Regions from separate parts of the Gossypium hirsutum genome. Here region 2 is linked to region 1. The links are chromatin contacts, called in public Hi-C maps. All regions are on one chromosome and are shown on one strand. The core of a region is the stretch at or near the end of the contact, and the rest is flanking DNA. Distances in the headings are between cores, read along the strand shown. Region 1 has its middle 11 kb from the start of LOC121202982. Region 2 has its middle 8.2 kb from the start of LOC107944346.

What was found. Hi-C and Micro-C count contacts between places; a contact is called where the count stands out from the background.
Region 2: a Hi-C map of leaf shows a contact between it and region 1, with 1.4 times the contacts expected there. The contact joins two enhancer-like sites. A contact is called at or near these places in 5 of 34 Hi-C or Micro-C datasets (anther, leaf and stem).

The regions. Positions count from the first base shown.
Region 1 is chrD11:19,872,310-19,874,952 of Gossypium_hirsutum_v2.1, forward strand. No RefSeq gene overlaps it. Among protein-coding and RNA genes, the nearest start is that of LOC121202982, 11 kb to the right of the region's middle. Within about 2 kb of position 1,297, at least 6 of the 9 cell types and tissues checked have an H3K27ac peak or open chromatin away from gene starts, as enhancers often do. A contact at or near this core is called in leaf, where this site is marked.
Region 2 is chrD11:19,913,132-19,915,774 of Gossypium_hirsutum_v2.1, forward strand. No RefSeq gene overlaps it. Among protein-coding and RNA genes, the nearest start is that of LOC107944346, 8.2 kb to the right of the region's middle. Within about 2 kb of position 1,295, at least 2 of the 9 cell types and tissues checked have an H3K27ac peak or open chromatin away from gene starts, as enhancers often do. A contact at or near this core is called in leaf, where this site is marked.

The DNA of each region.
Region 1 (2,643 bases), core at 47-2,546:
TGTTAGTTAGTTGTGAATCTGGTAAAATGTTGTTGCTCAGTTTAGAGTAGTTACTCAAGTCTCTATAAATACTATACCTTGTGTATTCAGAGATCAAGGATTTTTGAATAAAAGAAAGAAGTTTATTCTCTCATTCTCTGTTTCATTAGATATTTCTATTTTCTGTTTTCGTAGTTCTTTCATGGTATCATTCGCCAGTTGATTCTGGATTATAGTCTATCATGGCTTCTACTGATTCTGCATCTGGTGAGCCTAGTTCTACTGTGTTCACCGGTGATCGTGTCACAAATATTTTTCCTCGGCATGAGGTGGTCAAACTCGATGACGGCACCTATATTCAATGGCGTAAACAAGTCAAATTAATCGTTGATGGCTATGGACTTATAGGATTCTTAGATGGTACCGTTGCTCCACCATCACGATTCATTCCACTGCCCGATGGATCTCGTGCTCTAAATCCGGTAGCTCAGGTGTTCACGCAGCAAGATCGACTTCTGACTTTCTGGCTTTTGTCTACTGTAAGTTCTTTTCATCAATCGTCGTTTGATGATGCTTGCACGGTGTGTGACATATGGAATACGACAATTAATCTCTTTGCGGCTGATACTGGAGCCAAGCAGTCAAGGATTCGGCATGAGCTTCACTCTTTGAAGAAAGGTAATCTTTCTATTAAAGCTTACATTGCTCGAATTAAAAGTTTGTGTGCTATGTTAGATGCCTCTGGTTCTCGTATCTCTGATGAAGAGAAGATTGAGGTGATGCTCGCGGGCTTGCCGCTGGAGTTTGAGGCGGTTATCTCTTCTGCTCGATTGTCGACTGGAATTTTGTCATTAAAACGTTTGGTTGATGCTTTAGTTAACTGTGAGAATCGTCAAGCTCAAGTGTTGTAGGAAGTAAACTTGCACGCAAACCTTGTTAAAGATGCGTCGTCTGTTGAAGGGAACAGTCGTAGTGGTCGTACGCCTGTTCGTGGCCATGGCAGAACTTTTCGATCTCGCGTTCAATGCCAAATCTGTAGTCAATTCGGTCAAGTGGCTCAGAAGTGCTACTACCGTTACCATCGTGACTCAAACCGAGACTCGAATATCTCGTCTGTGATGCCTTCGATCTCTTACCAAGGGGTTCCGTCTGGTGTTGAGAGGTCTGATTCGGAGTTGTTTGCGCAACATGGTGAAGAACAGTGTGTGGCTCCTTTTCAGAAAAGTCAAAGAACATTTTATGGCCAAGGGAACTATGCGAGTCAAAATAGGTATGCTGGTGGTCAAAATTGGTGTGCTGGCATGCAAAATGAACAATTGGCACGTGGGCCACATGTGTCATATACTCAGCATGACTATGGCCGTTCATATGCTAATGGTTACAAGCCCAATTTGCGTAATCTTGGTACTGATGATGGGCCTGATTTTAATGGCAATACGCCACTTGAATTTATTGCTGGGAATGGAAGGCATGTGTCACATGGGCCGAATGTTATGCATGCATCACATGGGCCGAATATTGAACAAAATGCTGGACCGAATGGTGTACCATCTTCTAACTTTGTTCAAGTTGATCAAGTTGATCCCGGTTCGCCTGAACCGATTGGTGTTGATCGGGGTCTGTGATTTACCAAACTACGCGCTCGGGTTTATACTGGGTCAGGACCATGTATTGGGCTTCCTTGGCTAGGGGACTTACATGCATCTGATTATTCTGAGCCATCAGTATCTGGCTCTCATGTCAATACTGCTCAACTTGGGTCTAGTACTGGCGATGATGGTTCGTACATTCCAGTGCACGGTGACACCACGTCTTGGTACCCTGACTCTGGAGCAAGTCATCATGTCTGTCGTGATGTGTCAGCTTTACGTGATGTCACGCCATATTCAGGTACTTCATTTCTTTTAATGGGTGATGGTACTCCTGCGGTAATTTCATCAATTGGTATTGCTATTTTACCTATTCAGTCTAAGTTGTTACGATTGTCAAATTTTTTATATGTGCCAAGTATTCGAAAAAACCTCTTATCCGTCTCATAGTTTGCTCGTGATAATGGTGTGTTTTTTGAGTTTCACCCTACCCATTGTATTTTTAAGGATGTCGTGACTCGGGAGACATTACTGACGAGCCGCATTCGTGATGGACTATATCAATTTTCTATGCCAGTGGTTTCTACTCTGTCTAATGTTGCTCCATTTGTTGCTCATTCACAAGTTCCACGTACAGTTGCAAATTGTTCTGTGTTTGCTTTATGGCATAATCGTTTAGGCCACCCGTCAGCTTCTGTGGTCAAGACTATTCTAAATAAATGTAATAATGTTTCAAGTAAAAATAGTTTTGATGGTATATGTACTGCATGTCAAAAAGGGAGGTCACATAAGTTGCCTTTTTCACCTTCGACTACTAGCTATCGTCCTTTTGAGTTGATTGTTTCTGATCTTTGGGGTCCCGGATTTGTTGCATGTAATGATAAGAGATATTACGTTTCGTTTATTGACATGTGTACTAGGTTTACTTGGGTTTATCTTTTACATCAAAAAGCTTAAGCAATAGAATATTTTACTCAGTTTCAACAGTTAATTAAGACACAGTTTGGCAAGTCTATTAAGCAATTTCAGAGCGATTAGGGAGGAGAATACCGTGGTTTTACATCTGTTTTAGAGT
Region 2 (2,643 bases), core at 45-2,544, 41 kb after region 1:
TTTGAAAGATACAAAGCAAGACTCATTGCTAAAGGTTACAAGTAAAAGCATGAGATTGATTATGATGAAGTCTTTGCACCCCTTGCTTGAATTGAAACAATTTATTTACTTATTTCCTTGGTGACTCAAATGAAGTGGAAAATACATCAACTTGATTTAAAGTCAGCATTTCTTAATGGGTTTTTGGAAGAAGAAGAAGCTTATATTGAACAACCCATGGAATACAAAGTCAACAGGCAAGGAGATAAATGTCTAAGGCTAAAGAAGACACTATATGGGTTGAAATAAGTACCCCGAGCATGATATAGTCTCATCGACAAGTACTTTCAAGGTAATGGATTTGTACAGTGTCATCATGAATATGCTCTTTATATCAAGATAAATGATGGTGATGATATCTTGGTTGTTTGTCTTTATGTGGACGATTTGATCTTTACGGAAAATAATCTAAATTTGTTTGAAAAATTCAAGAAGGACATGTCACTTGAGTTGAACACCTTCTAAGTTACTCATGCTTGGGGATGTTGCAAGTTTTTATAAATACCCCTTCATAGTATATATAAGTTGAATGCTCAAAAGCAAAAAAAAAAAAGAAATTCATAGTAAAAGTGAGTGTCAATCCTAATATTTTTCTCTTTTTCTCTACCAAAACCTTTTTTAAAACTTATTTCTCTTATTCCACTTTCCAACATTGCCCTACCCACTCTAAGAGAATAACTGAAGAGATGAAGGGTGGGTTTGGATGGGTAGTGGTGTGTGGTGCGGTGCGGTGCGGTGCGTTTAGCTTACTTTTTGTCTCATGCTAGAGTATCGTTACAGTATCTAATCTCACTGTCACCGCTGTTTTTACACTAATCGCAGGTAAACACACCGTCCATCCAAACTCACCTGAAATTAATAAAAATATTAGTAGAAAATTAGTCACTGAACTAATTGGATTATTTCTTCTAAAATCAATAAAGCTGTAATATGTGGTAAAGATAAAAGTTTTTTTAATGTATTTGTTTAAATAAACAATATTTTGTGGTCTCATTTTGTAAACTTTAACGTCAGCATAAAATGTTAAATAGTTCAAATTCAAAAACTTTTTAATTTCTTTGTCGAAAAATATCTTGAACTTGACCTTGACCTCTTGAAGGACCCCGATGCGGTAGCAGAGGCATCTGTACTCAGTCGTCAACTCCTCACACACAACCGGATCCAGAAATCATGTAAAATGAAATGACAACGCCCTCGACCCTCTGTCTCTCATTTGCTTATCTGGTGTACGTGGGTTTTGTAAGACTATGTTGGCTCTTATTTTATATTCCTGTTGGGTGGCCCAGAATAAGGATCCTCAGCCTGAGATGATTTTTTTTGGGCTGATAAACAATTGGGTCTAAAATCAAATTTAAGCAGCACCTCCACTTCACCTATTTTTATTGGCATAATAATCTAGTCGTCTAATTCAACTGCACCCTCCTTATATTTGAAATTTGTTAATTTTAGAAATTTAATTTTTCATTCTTATCTAATTTAAATATATTTAATCATTTAAAAATTTATTAATAGTGTTACCTATTAGACAAGTAGAAGATTTCAATTCTTGAAATTTAAAGCCAAGCATCTTGACAGGTCAAATTAAAGACTTTTATTATAGAGAATGTGCAAAGTGATATTATATTGTTGAGCCGGAGTAATTGATTTTGTGTTTACTCCAAGTAGTCTTGAACCTATATTTTCATAAGCCTAATTCGTACTATTATCGAACTATAATCATTCCATTCTAATTATATTAGCATTAGTGTACAAATTTTACTTCACCAAAGAAGCTCAATATTGATGATTTACCCTATTAAATTGTTCTAAATGAGAGAATTATTTATTAAGGGACAACATTTACATATTTGTTTTGTTTGTAAGCATGCGAAGTTTATATGTGCGACTTTGTAATAATATTTGAAGTATTTACACTTAATCTTTGCTTCTTCTTTCTTTTAAGTGAAATTAATCATTTAAGAATTCATTTTAATGTTTTTACTGGTTAGCCTATATAATTGTAAAAGATTATGATCAATTTCAAAGTTAATTAATCATAATCAGATTAGTTAGTTACTTAATTTGAAACTTATTGAGGCATAATCACGTGTAGTTTTATTGAGGCGTATAAGCTCCTAGCTGTACAAACAATATCTTGATGAGCTTGATGAATGAAATCAAGTCTAAGCAGGACCCCGTACGTACCACCAAGGTAGATTTCTAGATTTGTAACCCGCGAAAACATAATTGCAAAATTTAATATTAAAAGAAAAGCACCGTTCAAAATTATGGTACGACAACTGCGGATATGGTGGATTTAGTCGCTAAAAAGAATCTTGGCACCCTCACCCTCTTCCGATCTTCATTTGCGGATGGCAATTGGGCATACGTTAAAAAAAAAAAAAAAAAGATGTCCACCTACATCCAAACTCGTCAACAAAATTTATGGTAGATTGACTTCCTCTGCTTCTGCTAATGTATGTAGATAAGACTTACGACAGGTTATCGAGGAAAACACCAACATTTTCCTAAATTAAACTATTGGACAAAAGGGAGAGAAAAACAACATTGTTTTTGGTGGAGTACAATGCATTTGGTAACTTCAATAGTGCCCCCATTAATTAA